Regions from separate parts of the Mus musculus genome. Here regions 2, 3 and 4 are each linked to region 1. A link is a contact called in public HiChIP or PLAC-seq data. All regions are on one chromosome and are shown on one strand. Each heading gives the region's core, a stretch centred on a gene start, on an enhancer-like site or on the middle of the called end of the contact. The rest is flanking DNA. Distances are from core to core; before and after follow the strand shown. Region 1 overlaps Trp63 (transformation related protein 63). Region 2 overlaps Tprg (transformation related protein 63 regulated). Region 3 overlaps Tprg (transformation related protein 63 regulated). Region 4 has its middle 150 kb from the start of Tprg.

Evidence for each region. HiChIP or PLAC-seq counts read pairs in DNA pulled down with a chosen protein or histone mark.
Region 2: a contact with region 1 is called in a CTCF HiChIP or PLAC-seq map of the NIH/3T3 cell line, with 10 read pairs. The contact joins two enhancer-like sites. A contact is called at or near these places in 2 of 15 datasets of contacts at CTCF or cohesin (the NIH/3T3 cell line and pro-B cells), 17 of 484 Hi-C or Micro-C datasets (3T3-L1-derived adipocytes, the AML12 cell line, the C2C12 cell line and 12 more), 2 of 115 datasets of contacts at active chromatin or transcription factors (the NIH/3T3 cell line and embryonic stem cells) and 1 of 9 other capture datasets (embryonic stem cells).
Region 3: a contact with region 1 is called in a CTCF HiChIP or PLAC-seq map of the NIH/3T3 cell line, with 6 read pairs. The contact joins two enhancer-like sites.
Region 4: a contact with region 1 is called in a CTCF HiChIP or PLAC-seq map of the NIH/3T3 cell line, with 9 read pairs. The contact joins two enhancer-like sites.

The regions. Positions count from the first base shown.
Region 1 is chr16:25,785,163-25,788,386 of GRCm38.p6, forward strand. The region is part of intron 3 of Trp63 (transformation related protein 63); the gene reads left to right. Among named protein-coding and RNA genes, the nearest start is that of Gm24928, 84 kb to the left of the region's middle. Within about 2 kb of position 1,484, at least 15 of the 459 cell types and tissues checked have an H3K27ac peak or open chromatin away from gene starts, as enhancers often do. A contact at or near this core is called in the NIH/3T3 cell line, where this site is marked.
Region 2 is chr16:25,375,292-25,378,515 of GRCm38.p6, forward strand. The region is part of intron 4 of Tprg (transformation related protein 63 regulated); the gene reads left to right. Among named protein-coding and RNA genes, the nearest start is that of Tprg, 90 kb to the left of the region's middle. Within about 2 kb of position 1,605, at least 33 of the 459 cell types and tissues checked have an H3K27ac peak or open chromatin away from gene starts, as enhancers often do. A contact at or near this core is called in the NIH/3T3 cell line, where this site is marked.
Region 3 is chr16:25,405,844-25,409,067 of GRCm38.p6, forward strand. All of the region lies in intron 4 of Tprg (transformation related protein 63 regulated), which reads left to right. Among named protein-coding and RNA genes, the nearest start is that of Tprg, 120 kb to the left of the region's middle. Within about 2 kb of position 1,793, at least 107 of the 459 cell types and tissues checked have an H3K27ac peak or open chromatin away from gene starts, as enhancers often do. A contact at or near this core is called in the NIH/3T3 cell line, where this site is marked.
Region 4 is chr16:25,438,439-25,441,662 of GRCm38.p6, forward strand. No RefSeq gene overlaps it. Among named protein-coding and RNA genes, the nearest start is that of Tprg, 150 kb to the left of the region's middle. Within about 2 kb of position 1,748, at least 27 of the 459 cell types and tissues checked have an H3K27ac peak or open chromatin away from gene starts, as enhancers often do. A contact at or near this core is called in the NIH/3T3 cell line, where this site is marked.

The DNA.
Region 1 (3,224 bases), core at 234-2,733:
TCAAAATACAATGTCATAGTATATTACATAGTAGCAATGTTAATGATCAAACAGAGAAAGAAAGCAGGGCAGAAGTCTTTTGAGATCACTGGGTTGGTCTTAAAACTTTCACCATTGTAATTACTGATCTGACTGCTTTTTCTTTTATAACAGTACATATTTATATAAAACTCCTTGGTAGAAGACCAGTATGACCAAGAACTGCTAAAGGTTTCTTTGGCTGATCTCTCACTTATCTGCAAAATCCTTGCCCATGGGCGAAAGGTCTAGACATTGTCTGTGCTGTGAATCAGGTCAGCTCCCAACAACATCCGGGAAGTTGGTGAACTGCTTAACTTCTTTGATGGATAATTCCCCATTTAACGTTTGTCTGCCTGCCTGTTGTTTTAGTGGGATGATCATCCTCAGTAGGACTGAGAGCACATCAGAAACCCAGTTTGCTTGAGTGTGATAGTGACAGATGTTGCTCATGTTTGCATGTCAAATCATAAGGGTTTGGAAGCATTCCTTTGATGACAGTTAAGTAAACAAACTATGTAATAATAAGTCTAGGAATTCATTGAGATATTCAGCTAATTTACTTCTGGTCTGTGACCCAAATTTTAGCCTTCCAAGCAGAGCACCTATTTTGAATTTACTGGAAAACCAGGTCACATAAGCTCACCCTCTCTCTCAGGATGACAGGGCCAGGATGGAAGGGGAAGATGGGCTGGCATGTGAACTTTTTACTAATAAAGACACAGATGCACAGTAAAGGAAGGGTGCAGCCCAAGAGTATACAGCCAACCGATGAATGAGCCAGCCAGATGACCAGGTCTCTGAATGTAGGGTCTGTCCTTTAAAACCATGCATCTGTGTTTTATTTCTTAAAGCTAACCCTCCCTCAGCAATAATATGAATATCATACTACCAGTCATTTTGTAAGACCTTCCCTCTCAGATATTTAGTGTTTATTCAATGCTAAATTTGATGCCTAGACTGCCGTGCTTCATGACAAAGTGCAATGAATCTCTGCTTCATTTCCAAGACTTGGGCTGTAATAGCCGAGTATATATATATTATATATATATATATAAAATAGCCGAGCATATATATATGTCTATAGCCGATATATATATATATATATATATATATATATATATATATCTCCATCCATCCTTCCCCAGCCTTGGTGGTAAAATGATCTAGTTTTTTACAAGTCTGCCCTTTCAAGAAGGCTAAGCAGGACATCCAATCCTCCCTTTGTAGTAAGACAGGATGCCAGAGACATGACTGTTACTGCAGACAGAAGTGGGCTTCCAGGGAAGAATAAGCAGAGACGTGGGTAACGAGGAGATAGTAGTTTGGGTGTGCACTTGCAGTCTCGCTGAGCAGCTAAAGCTTGCTGTATCTGAAAGCATCAAGGCCCCTCACATCACGGAAAAGCTTCACCTCTGCTCATACTCAACTCCTGCTCTCCTGCTTTTTAAATGAGGACAAGATGTTCCAAAAACTACCAGCAGTGATATTTTTTTTTTTCTTTTTCTGGGAAGCTGAGTCAAAGTAAGATGAAGCAATACCTCTGAAAGTTATCTTGATCTTGATGTAATGTTTTTCTATATGCACTTTCCTCCACAATGTGTAACTCGGGGGAAAAAATCAAGCAAACAAAAACTCTCAGTGTTAGCAAGTGAGGCATCCTTCCTGTATGTTAATTAATCCCCTCTTGTTGTGTCAGAATCATTCTCTCTAAGCAATTCTCATTCTTGCATTGATTTATTTTTTCACTCCTCCAAATTCTTCCTTGGGAATCTTATTTTAGGTGAGTCTTTAGACAGTAAATGTGTCAGACAGCTTCAAGCTACTGTGGCTGCAAGAAGTCATGACGAGAAGCTGTGTTAGCAGGGTTGACGGACCTCATTAGAGATGCCAGAGCATCTTAATTTTGTACACATCTTGGAAATTCAGACGATCTGATACATCACCAAACCAACAATTATTTCCTTATAGGTAGACTAGGACTCACAAATCAGAGGTCAATTCCCAGGAGAACTGGAGAACCCAGCCAGACCCAAATGTTATTAGGTCATTTGGTAAGTTTCCTCTTTATTTCACAGGGAGAATGATTTTCTGGAGGCTAAGACATTGAACACTAAGTGACACTGACATTAAAGACACTGCTTACAACTTTATATGCCCCAGTACAGGGGAATGCCAGGGCCAAAAAGTGGGAGTGGGTGGGTAGGGGAGTGTGGGGGGGACTTTTGGGATAGCATTGGAAATGTAAATGAGGAAAATACCTAATTAAAAAACACTGCTTACTTATCATGTCCATTTATTGAATTTTGTTTGTTTGTTTTGCTAGCTCTGGCGAGTGAGTGTGTCCGTGTGAGTGTGTCTGTATCTGTGTAATTATAGAACTCTTTGGGTTAGAGACGATCTCAAAGGTCACCAGATTTAACCTCCCCAGCATCCTGGCCTTTAACTCTGTAATTACTAAATAGAAGCTTCTGCCTTCTAATTCTCTTAGAGGGAAGCAAGGGGGGAAAAATGTCATCCGGTTCATTCTCTGATCACAGGAAAAATGTCAAGCTGGGGAGAGGTTTGTTGGTTCCACAAGTGTGAAGATCTGAACTTGATCCCCAGTACCCACCTACAAAACTGGCGGTGGTAGCATGTGCTAGAGATCTGTGCTGGGAGCCTAAAGACAGGACAGCCTTCAGGCCTCACCAGATAGCCAGTGTAGCCTGCCTGGTGAGCCACAGGCCAGTGGGAGCCACTTTCTCAAATAGAAAGTGTGTTTAGCCTAAGAGTGAATGACATCCAATGATGTCCTCTAGTGTACACATACATATGCGCACGTGTATACATGCATTATATTCAACATACATGAATATGCATACACATGCACATACAGAGAAAAGAAAATACATCACTAAGTAGAAATAAACAAGCAAATAACAAAATAAAAACATCTCATATTTGCCTAGATGCTCAGATTTTGTTTAAAGCAAACTGTTGACTTTTAATAAATATTTTCCTTAAAACCTAAACTTCAGAGGCAAGGCTATACAGCTCAGGTACAGAGCTTGTGAGCCACTGAGCCTGGTCCTAGACCCGCAAATTCTAAAATAATCAACCAACCAACCCCCGCTCAAAGAAAAACAAACAAAAAACCCCAACAAATAAAGCACATAACTTCATACTTGACAGGATATTTAATAATTATAAATACTAGATAAGAG
Region 2 (3,224 bases), core at 355-2,854, 410 kb before region 1:
TAAAGAGATGGGTTGTTTTCTTTACACATGAGTTCTCTGAGTTGCATCAAAGGAGAGGCACAGCCTTAGGCTCTAGGGTACAGAGTTGAAATGGCCCTGTTATGTTGAGGCTGTGCATCTTTCAGAACTGCTGATTCCTGGCTCCATTTAGGGTGATGGCTGCTGCAGCCGCAGCTGTACCCATAATGGTATATAACTGAAGCTCGTCCACATGCACATAAAACATAGTGGCCATCTTGCTCCTTCACTGAGGTCCCTCAGTTGTTATAAGCTGTTACAGGAATCTAGCAGAAAGGAACTGACTCTCCTGGCCATTGTGCTTGCATTTAGTTTGTTTGTTTGTTTTTTGCCATTTTTATTAGATCTTTGAGAATTTCACAAAACATATTCATCTCCCTCCCCCGACTCCTCCCAGACCTTTCCCACTCACCTAACTTTGTTTCCTCTTCATTAATTTAAACCCATCAAGTCCAATTTGCATTGCCATGTAGTCCTGGAAATGTGACTTTCCAGGGGACTGTGGTTGACCCACCAGGGGTTACAGCCTCAAAGAAAACTGTTTCATTACTTCTCTACATTATTGACCTATAAATCCTTTTCTCCCAATCATAATATTTGTGTCAGAAAAATTCTGGAGATAGAGGGACCCATAGAGACTATATAAGACCCAGAAGGGCAAAGCAACTTAGGTAAAATTACAGTTACAGAGACATAAACAACTGTGGGGCCCTGACTACTCAGGAAAACTCAGGCTTGGATCACAAAGCAAAGTGGCTTCACATACTGACTCTTATTTCTTGTCAGCCAATTCTCATCAGTAAAGACGGAAATTAATAACAGCATTTCAGGGATGTTGGTCAGTGTAAGCAGGTACTCTATTGGAAAGCCTAGTGGTTTGCTCATATGCAGTCTCTTGAATTTGGTTTGGACTCTTGGTGAGATCATGTGTTTTACAGTTTACAGCACAGTTAACCCTCCCCACCTGGTACAAGAGTACAACTCAGCCCTTGGTGGGAAAACAGTGCAAACAGTCCCTTCAGAATGTCTTCACGTCATAGGCTAACCAAGTTATAGCATGCTTTTCCCATATGTAGTTTAAGCATCTATTATTATGTTTGGGATATGCTTTGGCTTGTATTGCCAAACCTGTATAATTAAGTGTTATATTATAGTGGGCTCCACAGCATTGGGCAACGAAATGAATTCTGGCCTTGTAATCAGCTGAATTTTGTGCCAACTCTACAAGGCACTAGCTCTGTGATTGTACACGAATTTCCTTTCGAATCCATAAAGTGACAGTTCAAAAAAAAGAAAAAGGGGATATGACCGATTTTCAGATCTCATTTGCGGGGATTTTCTTCTGGGAATGCATCGGAGACTCCTACTGTCTGTGTAAGGTTTCATGTTGACTGCTGAGATCACTCTTCTAATCAAATCCGCTCAATCGTGGATGATTAAGATGATTTCCCAACCGCAGACCTCTCCTGCTCAAAGTTCTCTCTTTAAATTTACTGCCAGAGCTCAGTGGAGTTCAGTAGCCAGCTCAGATGCTGACAGACCTGGGAGACAGTACCGCCTCCTACAGGAAGGTGGCGCGAGAGACTCTTCTCATAGATCAACCAGGAGGCTAATGGCCTGGAATGGAATACTCACAGAATCAGTAAACTGGTGACCATTCAAAGCAGACTTCCCTTTTCGGGCATCCGGACTGTTAGTTGTCCAGCCTCAGAGGACTTCTGGTAAAACAGAATTGACTTGGGGAAGACTTTGCTTGTCATGATTTTCCCTGAGTGAAGTGGAAGTCAGCTTCTCTAAGAGTCGCCCTCCTCCCCCTTCTCTTCCTTATCTCCATGGAGTTAGGAGTCAGCCCATTAATTCAGTATCTATTCAGTTCTTGCAGTGTGCCAAGCATGCCAGAGCTGAGCTCTGGGGAGCAATGTGTGAAGTATTCGTTTTTCCGGGGCAAACGGTGAGATTGGAGAAGTATTAAGTATACGGCGTGTGGCAAATGCTGATACTTGTGACCCAGGTGGCACAGAAGGAGTGAAGGGGGCTCACTCAGAGGAGGCTACAGGAAGGATTCTCCAAAGATCCAGAATTTGAAAAATGTTCACTCTCTCCTTCATTTCAGTCCTCCTTGAGCTGATTATCCTGGTAGACAGTGACAAAGAGCACATTCTGGGGGGGGGGGGGGGGGGTCACACGAAGACTGGGGACACGAGTTCTCAACCCAGGCTTATTACTATTGTCCCTGCACAAAGATGGATGGAGGAGACGATCGGAATAGGTTGTTCAGTCCTTGCTGTCTAATTGGTCTCCGTCTCTCTTTCTTTTCCCCACTGATTAGCCTAGAAAAAAAAATCGCTATCTTTCCTAAGTGTTGGCTTTCTTAAAGTTCAGTGTACCCCATCTTCCATGACATAGACCTTTATTGGGGGGCCCTTAGCTTGTGGTTGAAATGTTCACAGTTCTTAACTGGAAAACACTGTTGAGAAAAGCCACAAAAATTGTGAACGTGCCCAGGCATATTGGAAGCTGCCCCCAAGGTCTTTCCATTGACCAGCACAAAGACTATGACGAAGGTGCTGTCTGCCCACTCCTATGTGGAAATCGTGTTGTGTTTGTCTAGAAGCCAGAAGGAAAAAAAATATATGTTGAAAATGGCCTGATGACAGCCTATTTTGAGATACAGATGCCTTGCTACTTCAAATCCTTTCTTGCAAAAATTCTTATAGTTGAAAGGTTTTCATTGGTCTGAAGTCCAAGGAAATGAGCGTCCTTCCTTATCTAATTTAGCTAGACTGACAGTTTGCCTGTAGCTATTGGGAAACAGAGGGCTACTCACAGCCATTGGAGTGAAACCTCTGGGATATGGGATACAGTTCCTAAGTTTGGCCACAGAAATGATTTTTTTCTTTAAAAATGCCCCAGAATGTAATTATATGTCTTTAAACTGGATGCATTTCCAGATCAACATCACTGTGGACTTGGGGTGGGCAGTTCTATATTTATAGAAGTTAAGCTTTGTGAGACTGATCTTTTTTTATTTTTTAGAGGTTCTCATGTGTAAAATATAGAAGGTGTTCTTCATTGAGGCATGGAACCTGATAGTATCACGCAGACTTCACCAGGCCCAAGGTGTTGAGGGTGTCTCAACCGGCTGTCCACTCAGGAAAATACTTAAATGAACTTAAAATAAAAAAAGAAAAGATCTATTTTTAGCT
Region 3 (3,224 bases), core at 543-3,042, 380 kb before region 1:
ATCGCAGTGGGATGGTGTTAAGACACAACCAATAAACTTAGCAGTTGGGCATTACTTAGACTCTGGACAAATCATCTCTCCTGGCAGTTGACAGCTACTATCATAGAGGGAAGTGCTAGAGAGCATGCAGACCCTGTGAGCTTTCAGCATAATCAGGGGAGTGTTCCAGAGTCCAGTGTCCGTTTCTGTAGAATTAAGGAGTCAAGGGTAATGGGACATGAGTGACTAACAGTAAATCCTTTCTTGGCCAAAACATCTGGGGACTGGGACAACTTTTATTACAAGATTGAAAAATTATTTTTAGCATAATCTAAGACAGTAAGTGGATGCTTTTTAGAATAAATACCTTCTAAAAAAATCTACCCTCATAAGTTCTGCATAAAACAAAACAACAACAACAACAAAAAAACAAAAAAACCAGGAACACTTCCATGTCATTTAAACAGAATGCAAAAGTACACAACCCTTTGCCCCTGGTGGGTCAGAAGTAGGATACTAGATCCCCCAGAGATGATATAATGTAGAGTTACCCTTATCTTACAAGAAGAGAAATAGCAACTCAGAAGAGTACCCAGGTCCAAGCCACAAAGACTGTTATTGTGAGCCAGTTTAACTGATTGCCAGTCTAGGAAGCTTATTATCCTAAAATGTAGCATTGTAATACAGTTGTAATTTGACAATATCATTCATATGCACATTTTAACACTATGAATAATAAGAACTTGGGGTAAACCCTTGGTCGGGGTCTTCTTCCCCTCCACCATGGACTTGACTGCTCAGAAACTGTTCCTCCAAAGCAGATAGACCACCTTTGTGAGGGCCTTATGGACCCTCAGTGTGGGATACCCACAACTCACTTGGTGACCCTTTTTGTAACAATTCACTCTCAGGTTATTTGGTTTGTGCCTTTGATTTAATACCTTGAGGTCTGTATGCCTACAGTTAAAAACCACCTTCAGGTCAGGTCTCAGCAAGTTCCTTTAGTTTCTTTTTTTTTACACTCATTAAGCAGCCATTTTTATTGATGTCTTGTTTAGCAGATGCAAGACAAAAATTGGTCTTTCAGCACAGGTCCTTTTAAAAATGGGAAACAGAGACCAAAACCCCTCGAGATAATGTATCTTTATCTCCGTGGTTTCATAGATGGACACCTATAGAGAAATAACCTTTTCAAGTCATCAAGTAAGATAGCTATCTGTCAGGGTACTGGGTTCTGGAAAGTTCTACATGGAACCACAAAGTCTTCAAGGCTCTGCTTATGAAGGCTGCAGCACATCTGCCTTTGTCGCTTATTTTCCCTCCTTTAACAGAATCTACGTTGTTCCTTGGTTGCTCATGCCAGTAAATGGTTAATCTCCCAGAGCCCAAGGCCCTGGAAACTTCTGGGAGGGAGCCAGGTGAGCAAAGAGAGTAGATAAAGGCAGCACCTGCCTATGGGCTTGGAACAGCCTAGGGACAGGGAGAGAATGTAAACACATTCTGCAGATCTCATTGTCTGACTCTGTGCCAGCGTCTTTTGGGTTCTTGTCATGGAAAATATTTCATCTGAGGTCATTCAATGAACAAGGGAGACTTGAATACCCACCACGATGCCAACTGGGCCCCTGCTTTTGTCCAGATTAAATAAGCAAGGGACTAACATTTCAGTGGGTCTAGAAGATCGGCCTTTCAACAATGAAAGCTGTGAGGTAGGAGAAAGGACACAGGAAGAAAATAAGCCGTGCTGTTCTGAGCTGCTCTGTCCTGCCCCCACCCCTCCTGTGGCCTCCCCGTGTTTGCTCACCAGTACTTACAAGCACACGCCCTGCGTTTAGAGTAAGAGTTAATATCTGTGCTTCCTCATAAATCTCCATTCAGTGCCTCTAGCTATGTTTTTAATTCTGTGGTGCAGCTTTGAGATTTGAGATGAGTGGAAAGGAGGGGCTGCTGACGGAGGTAATAATGGAAGCTGCTATTTCTCATTCTGGGGAGCAGTCTTTGGCTCATGCCTCAGCAGAGACTCTTGGGAGGCCTAGAGGACTCCTGGGAGAGCTAGGAGAGCAGGAGTCAGGAAGTTGGCTGTGCTCGTCTACACAAAATAATGCATAGCTTCTCCTGCAAGAACAACAGATTCAGGGAATGAACAAATTTTAACTCAGAGAAGGCATGGATAGAGCATCTCAGGACACCTTCCTAAAGAGCCTCGATCCTGTCTTATAAAGCTTGTGATTAAAAGGATGCGTCTTTCCACTCAACTGGGAGTTACTTTGTGTGCTTAAAACATACTTCTTCCTGTACGTAGTCCTCTGGTCTGGTGTGTGTAATTTCTTCGTTATAAACTGACTCTTTCAGCATGCCCTTGCTTTGTCGCTATAGAAGGTAAACCCAGTTTGCTGTGGTGATTGAAAACAGTAATTGCCTCGGCTTTCTACACTGCCAATAACTGTGTTTTAGAATTGTGAGTCACCGAGTAAAGCAGATAATTAACATGGGTCTAAAGAGAACTGAGGCCTTTTGAAAATTCTAGTTCTTAGTGTGTGTGTGTGTGTGTGTGTGTGTGTGTGTGTGTGTGTGTGTGGTGTGTATGTGTGTGTGGTGTGTGTGGTGTATGTGTGAGAGAGAGAGAGAAAGAGAGAGAGAAGGGAGAAAGGGAGGGAGGGGGAGGAAGGAATGGAGAGGGAGAGAAAGAGAGAGGAAGATGATATGGAAAACATCTTGGAAAGTTCCTTCTAACTTATGAAGTCTAGGATCCTAAAATTGATCATCACGAACTTTCTACCAAATTCTCTCCTGGAAAGACTTGCTCTCTCATGAAGCTGTTGCTCTATTTTGGCCTCTTTCTATAAGATATTGAAGTTTACCAGGAATAAAGACCACATCGCCTTCCTTGCTTTCAGAACTATAGAAATGGAGGCCAAATGCAGAGGAGAGAACACAGATATAAACAAAGTCACAAGGAGAATCTTTCACTTCTTCAAGGTTTCTATGAGTGTTTGCACTGGTATGGAAAGATCAAATGATGGCCAAGCAGGCTCAGAGATCATCTGATTTGATTCTGGAACATGGGGTCTGGGTCCCTCACTGGCTACAACTGCATGAACAGGGTCTGAAGTGGTGGCACTGAAGACAGGGCATGTAGGATGGGTTAGGTGACCCTTTCTTAGCGAACTGAAGAGATTCCCTTAACCCATTAGAAAAGCTAGTTCAGGAGTTGCATTTATATCTGAAGAAATCAGAATTGAAAA
Region 4 (3,224 bases), core at 498-2,997, 350 kb before region 1:
ATATTCAGCATCTTTATAAACACATCAGGTAAATGTGAATTAAAACTACCTTGAGATTTTATGTTAAACCAGTGAGACAGACTAACATAAAACAAGTAACATGGCGTGGATGTAGTGAAAAAGGAACACTTGTTCACCTTGGAGGAACTGAAAACTGGTGCTACCTCTAGGAAGATAATTTTCTGGAAAAGCTAGAAGTAGATATACAATATGATACAGCAGTGGCATTCTTGGGCATATACCCAAGGGACTCTCTCCTTGTACAGAGATCCTTGATCATTGTTGCTCTATTCCTAATAGGCAGGGAATGGAAACAAACTAGATGCTCATCAATGAATGGATGGGTAAGGAAAGTGTGCTGTGTTTACACAACATGACATTATTCAGGTGTAAAAAGGGAAATGGTGACGATGTTTGCACCTAAGTGGATAGACCTTGAAATGATAAATCTGAAGGGGGCAAACCAGACCCAGAAAGACAAACATAGCATGCTCCTTTTCATATGTGTATGATCGCTTCAAATATTTAGATATATGAGAATAAATTGTAATAGAACATTTTGGGATACTAGAAGGATCCAAAGTTCTTCATTCTGTGTTGCCCGATACAGGGACTAGTAATCATGAAATATGGCAGGTTTAGATTTAGAAATTAAAATTATTATGTTGTAATTAATTTAAATAGACAAAACTGCTTATGTCTAGAGGTCATCAGAGTGAGCAGGATAGGTGTGAAGAAAGGAAGGGTAATGAGACCCTGAATGCTATCAATGAAGAGGGATTGCAGCATCTCTGATCATTTCTGGGAATGTTTAAGAAGATACAAGCATTTTTGAATTGCATGTTTTTGCCATATTTCATTCCATATTTAAGAAAAACAAATGCTAAGAAGAATTTGAGTTCAAAACCCCCAACTTTTCCACCCAAATCTGCTTTCAAGTCAGTATGTCATTAGAAAAGTTATTTTTCTTGTTCTTTTGTTTACATTAATAGCTGAAGCAGAAGTACAATACGATTTCTATGCATGCATTCATTCATATCAGATGTCATTTGTTGATTTACTCTCTGGGAGAATGCCTTAGTTTGTCTACATCTTAACTACATCCACCCCTTTCTCTTTTTATTTTTAGGTGTGTTTATATTCATTATAATGATATAATATGCTTTTATTTCTGTTTTTATCAACTTTATTTGCTATCATTTCCCTCGCTATAGAGATCCATCCCAGGGACATTAAATTAGAGTTTATCCTGTCCTGTTTACTTTTTGCCTTTTGGTTAGACATGTATTCACTCTTATGTTACCCAGACCATAAAGTGCTCCCTTGTGTTCTGAAGTTATGGTGTTTCCAGATTCTTTTAGAGTCTCTAAGTTTAAACCTGCCTGTGGAAGGAGGCAGGTGAGCATGGAATCATCTGCTCATTTTCTTTAGTTTTTTCTTATTTTCTATTATTATTATTATTATTATTATTGGTGGTGGTGGTGGTGGTGGTGGTGGTGGTATAAGGTGGTTCTCATCTTCTTGCCTGTGTAAAATTTGCTGTGTTTCTAAGATTTAGAACACATTTCGTTTTACTGTCAGTCTCCCAAAGATTCATGTTACCAACATGTCTTTCTTTTTTCAGTTGAAGGAAGCAGGATGCTGAGGAACAGGATAAACTGACCAAGGTCATATAAAGGAGGTGCTATAAAGCTGAGTCACTTCTATGTTATGATGACAAATTCCACAGATATGGTTTCAGTACGATTTTCTTAACCATTCAACTTTGCAAAAATGCTATGGGTTAGGTTTCTTATTTCATATTTACAATCCACACTGTGTGTTGCAGCAGAGAAATTTGAAGCTTGTGTGCTGTGACCACAGTTTCTTTCAAGGAACTCTAAAAATGCCTCCAAGGCATTAGGGTGCTTCATGAACCAAAGCTGACAAATGCTTTGCTACGGGTAAGGAACTATCTGACATTAAGCTAACATTTACCAAGCACTTATGTGCTGGCATCTGAGCTAGAATATTTCCTATGCATTATCTTGTTTTTATTCTCCCAACAACTCTCTAAATAGAATTAAATAGCTCAAGTTTCAATAATTCACCACTGTGATTGGGCTATGTCTTTCTTTAAAATGAGAGAGAATAATTTGAACATCAAACACACCCAAAGATAAAATGAATTTGGCAAAAGTAAAATGAGATTATGTAGGTAGTTTGGGTTTTGTGGGTATAGGCAGTATAGAAACATAGCTTGGTGAGCAATGTGTTTAGGCTGTGCTCCTGAAACCAGCAGTTAAATTCAACCAGGTGGACTGGTGTTAGGGAATGTTGCTCCTGTATAAATATGAAAAGATTCCCAGTGCTTTCTAAAATCACCAAGCTCCAAGGAAGACAGTGTTAGAGCACCTGAGTATGGGCTGCAAATACTTACAGCTCACATGGAAGCTTCCTGCCATTCCTAGACATTAATGTCTGTGGTCAAGCTCCCAATGGTTCAAACACGCTCACTTTTGACTATGGAATGGGCGATCATGTATTCACATGATATTTTTAAGAATAGAATTATCTTTCAAAAATAAGCATTTCCAGTTTTTAAAAGGAAGATTTATTTGTCAAGTTTCACTTAGTAGAATACATCTAAATGAAATTCACAATACAAGGTAAGGTTTAAATCAAAGCCTCAGAATTCCATACAAACAGCATGACCAAACTCCTAAAGTATTGGTGTCATGACTCAAAATTGTCCTGGATTTAAAAAACAAAAACAAAAACAAAACTGAAAAGTATACACTCACATACTGTACAGAATATGAAACCAAAAATCTAGAATTAACAAACAAGCCAGATGTTGTCACTTTGAATCAAAGACACAGCTCCTGTATTTGATTTTTACAGAAAAGCATGTTTTTTTAACATGTACCCCAAGTTTTCAGTGTATTGTGGTGTAAGAGCAACAACATCCAGTGTAAGTGAAACTGCTTTAAACTGAAGCATGCTTACAGCTTGAGTATACTCCTCCAACAGAAGTAACTTGAGGAAAGTTGAAAGTGGAGATGACAACACTGAACTTGTTAGCATATCCTAGAGGAATATTTTCAGAGATCGAAATTACTGAGCTTAAAGTTTGAAAACAATTATAACTTTCAGTTTATAGTAAGCACGAATCTCAAGCTTGTAATGCAAAACTGTTAAATTTTGTTGTCTTAAAAAAAAAAAGGAGAAAGAAGAAAGAATGA